2 separate regions of the Anser cygnoides genome follow, and region 2 is linked to region 1. A link is a contact called in public Hi-C data. All regions are on one chromosome and are shown on one strand. The core of a region is the stretch at or near the end of the contact, and the rest is flanking DNA. Distances in the headings are between cores, read along the strand shown.

What was found. Hi-C and Micro-C count contacts between places; a contact is called where the count stands out from the background.
Region 2: a contact with region 1 is called in a Hi-C map of liver, with 8 times the contacts expected there. The contact joins the promoter of SLC41A1 here to the enhancer-like site in region 1. A contact is called at or near these places in 2 of 7 Hi-C or Micro-C datasets (both in liver).

The regions. Positions count from the first base shown.
Region 1 is chr25:4,568,695-4,572,462 of Taihu_goose_T2T_genome, forward strand. No RefSeq gene overlaps it. Among named protein-coding and RNA genes, the nearest start is that of SLC45A3, 15 kb to the left of the region's middle. Within about 2 kb of position 1,732, at least 2 of the 3 cell types and tissues checked have open chromatin away from gene starts, as enhancers often do. A contact at or near this core is called in liver, where this site is marked.
Region 2 is chr25:4,622,291-4,626,058 of Taihu_goose_T2T_genome, forward strand. SLC41A1 (solute carrier family 41 member 1) reads right to left here and starts at 2,125. Exons shown (of 12, transcript XM_048070911.2): 1 at 2,030-2,125; 2 at 1,510-1,591; 3 at 358-1,118. The coding sequence starts at 735.

The DNA of each region.
Region 1 (3,768 bases), core at 482-2,981:
GCAGCTTTCCAGCCACTCATCTCCCAGCCTGTAGCGCTGCTTGGGGTTGTTACACCCCAGGTGCAGGACCCGGCACTTGGCCTTGTTGAACTTCATGCAGTTGACCTCAGCCCATCGCTCCAGCCTATCCAGATCCTCCTGCAGAGCCTTCCTGCCCTCGAGCAGATCGACACACGCACCTAACTTGGTGTCATCTGCAAACTTACTGAGGGTGCACTCGATCCCCTCATCCAGGTCATCGATAAAGATGTTAAAGAGGACCGGCCCCAGCACTGAGCCCTGGGGGACACCACTAGTGACCGGCCTCCAACTGGATTTGACTCCATTCACCACAACTCTCTGGGCCCGGCCATCCAGCCAGTTTTTAACCCAACAAAGCATACGCCAGTCCAAGCCACGAGCAGCCAGTTTCTTGAGGAGAATGTTGTGGGGAACGGTGTCAAAAGCCTTACTGAAGTCAAGGTAGATCACATCCACAGCCTTCCCCTCATCCACCAAGCACATCACTTGGTATCAACTCTTGTACCAACTCTTTGTACCAACTCTTCAGGAGGTGAGGTTGTCAGTGGTACCTTGCATACTTGATTCATCATATTGTCACACTGCATGGGACATAGACTCCAAAAAACAGTGCAAGAATGAAAAACAGTTCTTTATGTGGTTTGCTGCATCAAAACTAAACCTAAAATATGCTTTTAATGTACAGGGAATATGCTGAGAACTCTCCGTCTCCACAATTCTTCCAGGTTTGCTTCAGCACACAAGATTGGCAAAAACAGAGCAGCAGCTCTTTAAATCAACTCTGTCCCATTTACTTACTCTTAAAAGGCCACCTATAGGGCCAAAACATGCTGTACTGCAGAAAACAGATACAATCTTGAATTCCACCTTTTGACTTTATTTTCATCCTACAATTAAGTACTACCAAAAGAAGCGCAACAGAATATTCCTAAGGCAAAATTCTGTTAGATTAAAACTTAACAGCCAGTGTTCTTTGCCAAGGGAATCTTATTCCCCTGGTTTGGCAGGGCTTGCTGTAGTTACAAAACCCTACACGTCTACTTCTTGTATGCACACCCTTTAAATGTGACAACAAATAATTTTGTTTCTGGTATTAATTCCCTGTAAATACTACTTCAAAGCCAATGGGAACTTTTAACTTATGCTGGCAGAGCATCTGCCTACAGGACTGAGCAGCCAGTAAATACACTAGGTTCAAAAGATCAATACTGAGGAAAAAGGCACCAATGCTGCACATGCTAATACGGACAAAGTACAAGGACTAGGGGCAGCAGGGAAGAAGAGTTCACAGATCCTAGTCTCACACCACTTCAGAACAGAGCAAGCAGTTATTTCTAGGGCAAAAGAAATAGCACACTTGCTAATTGCCTCCACTACTAATTAATCCTAAAACTGAAGTAGAGCTGCAGTACCTGAAGGTACTCTAACTCTACAGCTGCTCCAGATTAAAAAAGAAAAACATGACAAAAAAGCAGCACAGAACTGTAGATACCATAGTAATGGGGCAGAAATACCTGTCAAGGTACCTGGCAGTACACAAATTACCCAGAACAACCCCTGAATACAAATAATTAATAATAATTAACCCTCCTTTGCTGCAGCTGGGGGTAATGGTGACCCCATCTCCTGTCCGACTGTATCCATCACCCAATGTCTGAGAGATCGCTGTATCTTTGCTGTTATATTGGGACAAGTATGAGACATACCCAAATGACTTGTGCAGTAAGATCACAAGCCAAAGCATTCTGCTATGCCAAACCCTTAGGAAGACTGGGTCCATTAGGATCCCAGAAGCAGCTTCATTCTAAACCCTACTGGAAACGAGTGCTTTCAGGTCTTTATCCCGATGAATCATAACTTCAGTTTTTAGAGCACAGATACACACAAGCAAAATGCAGACAACTACAAGTCTTAAGATTCATTGAGTCCATGATGGCAACACGTTATTAACTGACACCCGCTCAGCACAGCCTTTAACAAATGCCGAAGGGTTTTCCATCTCATCCCAGACGAAGGAAAACACAAGCACGATCGGAGCAGCGCAGCCGTAGCGCCTCAGCATGCTCCTGGAGGCAGCAGCGATGCAGATGTGGAGGTCCAGGCACGCCCTCTGCTGCTCGCCCCACGAGGGAGGCTGGGCTCCGCTGCCCACTTGGAGTTGTAGAGTGATGGGGATAGCCCAGCCCCAGAGACCGCGAGTTTAAAAATGATCACATGCTTCTAGAACAGCTGCTAAGTTTGTTCTTATACTAAACCAGTACTAAGATTCTGCAGGAATTTAGATAAAAATGTGCTATAATAGATTTAACAGCACAAACTTGCTGCGCATGATAACCCAGTGCATGTGATGACACATCAGGAAAGCAATCTGCACTGTGGATCAATTTATCTGCGTTTGAAATGACACCAACCAACTTTGGCCTAGTGTACATATAAGATGAATGCAGTTGTCACATCCCCTGATGGCTACAGATAAAGCACAGCCTGTATATTGATTCTCACTGCTGGGGCATACGTGGCAAAATAGAAAGGGAATTCCCTTTCTATATTGATCACTAAGGGAAAGCTCACAGATGTGAGCATGACAAATAAAAGGCTCGCTCTCTCCTTTTAATTGGCTTTCACTAGGCTTTGAACATGAAAACCTCAATTAAGTCATCTTGACAGGGAAGAAAGTTCTTTAAATCTTCCCCTCAACTCATAAGCAGTAACAGGAAAGTCATACTTGCCAAACTGTCCTGGACAAAACCTGACTTATCCTCCTCAGAGAAAGCACGAGGTCTGCAAAGGAACGAATCCCAAAACTATCAGACAACATGGAAGACAAACACATTTTTACGTCTCACTAACAGTCACAAAACAAAAAGCAACCGCAGAAGAGTACTTCTGAATAGCAGAAAAATTACACAAGTCATGTTTATGGGTTATAAAAGCCCTTTTATAAAGCCATTTTTAAACAAAACCAAAAAGTTTACAAAAGAAAATAAAAGATACAGAAGAATGAGTTGCTTAATATATTCCAAAAAGGAGAAAAATAAAAGAGGGGACACAATTCCAACATGCTGAACAATAAAGGGTTCTTTTTCCTTTTGTTTTTTTTAATACAAAATACAAGCGAAGGATACACATACTTAAAACAGAGCTCAGGAGCAGGTATGCAGTCCTGGGAACCCTTCAATAAAAGCAAAGCAGGGTTTTGTTATTTTTTTCTTTACTTTCTTTGCAGGTACATACAGAGACTGGAATATGTAAAATTAAGTAGCACAAAAGACCATCACACAATTCTACCAATGAATGTTGCATCTATAAATTCACGAACATGGTCAACAGTCATGTTCACTTCAACCCCTTTTAAAAAAAAAAGTGTTGTTTTTTATTTTAAATAAAGCATTAATGTTACATTCAAACGTAACTCCTAGTACCATGCTGTAGATCTCAGTATTGTCAAGGTATTGCAGAAGTTGTCACCCCTATCAGGCCCAGTGATGACAGCCACGTCCGTGCACACACCCTGACCATGGGCCAGCAGCACTGGAGCACTGTTTGCAGTTAGTTGCCCCTTTTCCTGGCCACTCTTGACGTTAAAAAAATAAAGTTAAATTAAAATGGATACGGAGGGTAACCGCAAAGAGCCTGATTTTTAGAAAAGCTCAACAGGGGGCTGCAAATACTCAGGACAAACATTTGTTGCATACCACGTTAACGATGCCTCGCTGAGAGCCAAAGGCCCAAGACCCTATCTGGAGT
Region 2 (3,768 bases), core at 875-3,374, 54 kb after region 1:
GCAGGACTGGGGACCAGGGACGCCTACGGGCACCGTCAGGGGTCGACGACCGCTTCATTCCCAGCAGCGACGCGTGGAGCGGTCCCAGTTCCAGGCAGGTGCTCTGGCTGCACATCTGTGACGTCCTCCGAGCTGGAGCAGAGCAGCAGCGGTCCCCGCAGCCCCTCCTCCCCTCGCTCCAGACACCACCAAGATCCAACCCCCTACCCCAACCAGCCTGCAAGGAAACACACTGCTTCCCCTTGTAGCTGCCAAATCAGCCTCGGTATTTGAGTATCCCCTGGCTCGGGAGCAAGCTGTGGTCTATAGAGATGGGACTCGGAGCCCAGCATCGTACCGGGGAGGTACCAGTCCTACCTGCACGATGTCCAGCACCATTCCAGCAGCAACAGTCCCAAAGCCTGCCAGGAGGAACGGAAAGAGGACTTGCAGCCCGATGGAAAACGAGGTCTCCTTGAGCGGTGAGGCTGGCTCAGGACCTCTGTCTGTGCTGGTGTCATCGCTTTCGTTGCTCTGGCTGCCGTTTTCCAGCAGGGCGTCTTCTTCTCGCACCCCTTTAGCGTTGGCGCGGGACTCCAGCACCACCACTTCCACCCCGACACCGTCAGGTCCCAGGAAATCCGAGGGCTCCACCAGCTGCCCTCGGTCTGGACTGGCAAGGCAGTTCATGGGCACCGTGGGGAGCACAGCCCCGTTGGCCTGGTGGGAGTCCTTCTGCTCCGGCTTGGCAGACATGCTGCAGAGAGGCTCTCCTGACCCTCGGCTCGGTGGGCCTACAGCCAGCAGCTGTTCCAGGAGAGATCTTTGGCCAGGGCCTTACACAAATGGCCCTTCCAGCATCTAGAGGCCACCTCTCCTAGCCCTGCTCGCCCGCCTTTGAGTGCAGAGACTGCTCCCGCAGCAGAGATCCCCATCAAGCAAAGTCCAGGAACGGGGGACACCAACAACTGAGCTAGCAGAGAGCGCAGTAGGAGCTGTGAGCTACAGCAAGCTCACTCCAGGTCTCCTTCCCTCCAGCGCCGTGCGGTACAGCAGCCACCGAGATGGGATCCAAGCTCTTCTTCTTCGATGTGTGACCCTTTAGCACATCTTTCTCCAGGTCTTCTTCCAGCAGACTGCTGTGATGGGGCACACAAGGCAGAGAGAAAAACAGATGAAATAAAGACCACGGAAGAAAAGGGAAGCTTAAAGGAACCAGGGGGTAGATACAAGAGGGACTGGCTTTCAGAGACGAAGTTCCCCCAATCCAGAAAAGCTCTTCTTACTACCGGGGCTCTGTTAGTTTCCCCGGTAGCACTTCTCCTCCGCAGAACTTGAGTCTGGAGGCTCCTGCGGGCTTTTGCTCCGTTTCAGCCTGTTCTGCGCTCTCTGCCAGAACAGCCAGCAAAGCTAGCAAGCTCCAAGTGTCACAGCCATCCTCCTCTTCCAGAAGGATTTCTCACCTTACAGCGCGAGGCAAGAAGAGCTCTTATTTAAAGTAACAGCAAGCTCCCAGTTAAGGTTACTTACTGCGCCGAGCAGGCTGCGGGGCAGGAGCTGGCATCGGGACAGCCTCACACCTAACATCCCTCTCCAGAAGCCCGTCCTTCACCTGAAACACAGGGGGGAAAAAAACGCTCCGTTGGGCTCTGCGGCTGTCGGCACAGCGCCCCGTTCATCCCGCAGCATCCCCCTCCAACACACGACACGTCGGCAGCCGCGCCGCTGCCCGGGCCTCCCCTCGCAGCCCCGGCAGGCACCGGGAGGGGGGCCGTGATGCGGTGCCGGGGGCCGAACCCACCCCCCCCCGGGGACAACGGGCTCGGCCCGGAGCTCCCCGCCCCGCCTGGCTGCCGCAGCCCCGGCAGAGCCCCGAGCACCACCGGGCAGCGGTAAGCCTCCGCCAGCCCCCCCGGTCTACCGCAACCGGGGAGCGGCTGCCCGGGGGTGCAGCGGCGGCCCCGGGGAGCGCTGCCCGGCCCCCAGCCCTCCGGCCCGGGACTGCCCCGCGCCCCAGCCCGCCCGGTGCCGCCCGGTGCCCGCTCCGCACCCGCCGCCGGCTCCGCTCCGCTCCCGCGCCGCGGCGCGCCCTGACATCACCGCCCGCCACTGCTGGCCCCGCCCACGCGCGCCGCGCGGCGCCGCCATTGGTCCGGGCGCGAGTGGCGTCACGCGCGGCCCCGCCCCCTCCTCCCGGCGCTGCGGCCCGCGCAGAGGGGAGGGAACGCCCGACGGAGGGGCGGGGCTTAACTGGGCGCGGCTCGCGGGGGGCGTGGCCTATGGCGCGAGCTGTCCCGCCAGGCGGGGGCTGCGCCGCGGGGCTCCGAATGAACGAGGGCGGCTCCCCGCGCCCCCTTTCCCTTCGGTTTCCTTATTTTGGGCTCAAGCAAAGCAGCACGAAGGTGGCTCGGATAAAACCACTGCGGTGTCCCCATTGCCTCAGGCCCTCACACCTTTGCAGTGAGGCTCCCCTACGAAAGCCGAGCTCCCGGAGCAGGCAGCAGTGCTGCTTTCACCGCGCTGCGGTAACTGGCGGAAGCGCACTGGGTTTTGTACCTGTCTGCTGCTGCCCGGGCCACTTGAATGCAGTATTTCAGAGGATAACGAGCACTGGCATTAATTTAACCCTCACGACCTCCTGATGAGGCACTGACAAAGAGACACAGAGGAAAACTTGGGACATACAGAGATGATGTCTTCGCTAAAGCGGCAGCGCAGTTCCACACTCCTGCAGCGGGCTGGGAGTGCAGTCCCAAATCCCGTCTCCAACCCTACCCTCTGTTTTCCTTTGTCCAAACAAACCTGGGCTCTAAGGCTCTCTTTCCGCCTTCATCTTTCCTTCCTGACTCGGAAAATCCACACCTCCCCCGGAGCAGCCGTTCTTTCCCCACCCCCACGAAAACAAGGCCCACCAAAATGTGACCTTGTTGATTAACACTCGGCCAGCTGCACGCTCAGGAAGTGGAAGCGTGAAGACAAAAGCCGCATGAGACAAGAAAACAGAAATAGATAAAATCCCCACCAGCTCGCTGACGCGCAGAGATCAGAAAGGCAGAGGATGAAAGGGCAGGAAATGGGTTTCCAGTTGCGGGGCAGCAGGTACCAAAGGTAATGAGTCCTCGGAAAGGAAAAAATTCAGCGCTGAGCTGCAGCAGGTCATGGAACCGCGTGCCCGTGTGCTTTACAGCAGCCACATGACTTTGGCACTGCCACGCTGCCACAGAGCACAATTTTGGCCTGAACGGCCCAAAGGTGTACGGCATAATTTTCGCCTTTTCATCGAAGGATCCAGCAAAACAAAGTGATTTGGCCAAAGTCATTCAAAATAAAAACCTATCATAGAGTTTGACAGTGTCCTAAGAAGTCCAGACCCTTTGCTGTCTGTTCTAGCTCCACCGCTGTCTGTCACAGATCCAAATGCTGACTTGAATCGAGTCCCAGCCACCTCTGACCAAGGATGCCAGGGGAACCTAGCTGTTAACTTCTTGTAACCAGGAATCTCAACACAGAAACTGAGACCAAGTAATTATGGATAACGACTTACCCCTACAGATGTCAGTCCTGAGCAAAGCAGTTCAGGAAGGCAGGTGACATCAGAAGCTGACCCTAATCTGGTCCTGACCTGGGAGCCACAAAGGTCTGTTTTACCGGCCTGGAAACAAACAAAACCCATCACCATCCTTTTTCCCCAGGCCCAAATGCTCACCTCTTGCAGCTGCGTTCGCGTGTCACCCGCACGCTGTGTGTGCTGCAGCAAACACAGGTCACCCCCAGTCAGGTACGTCCCTA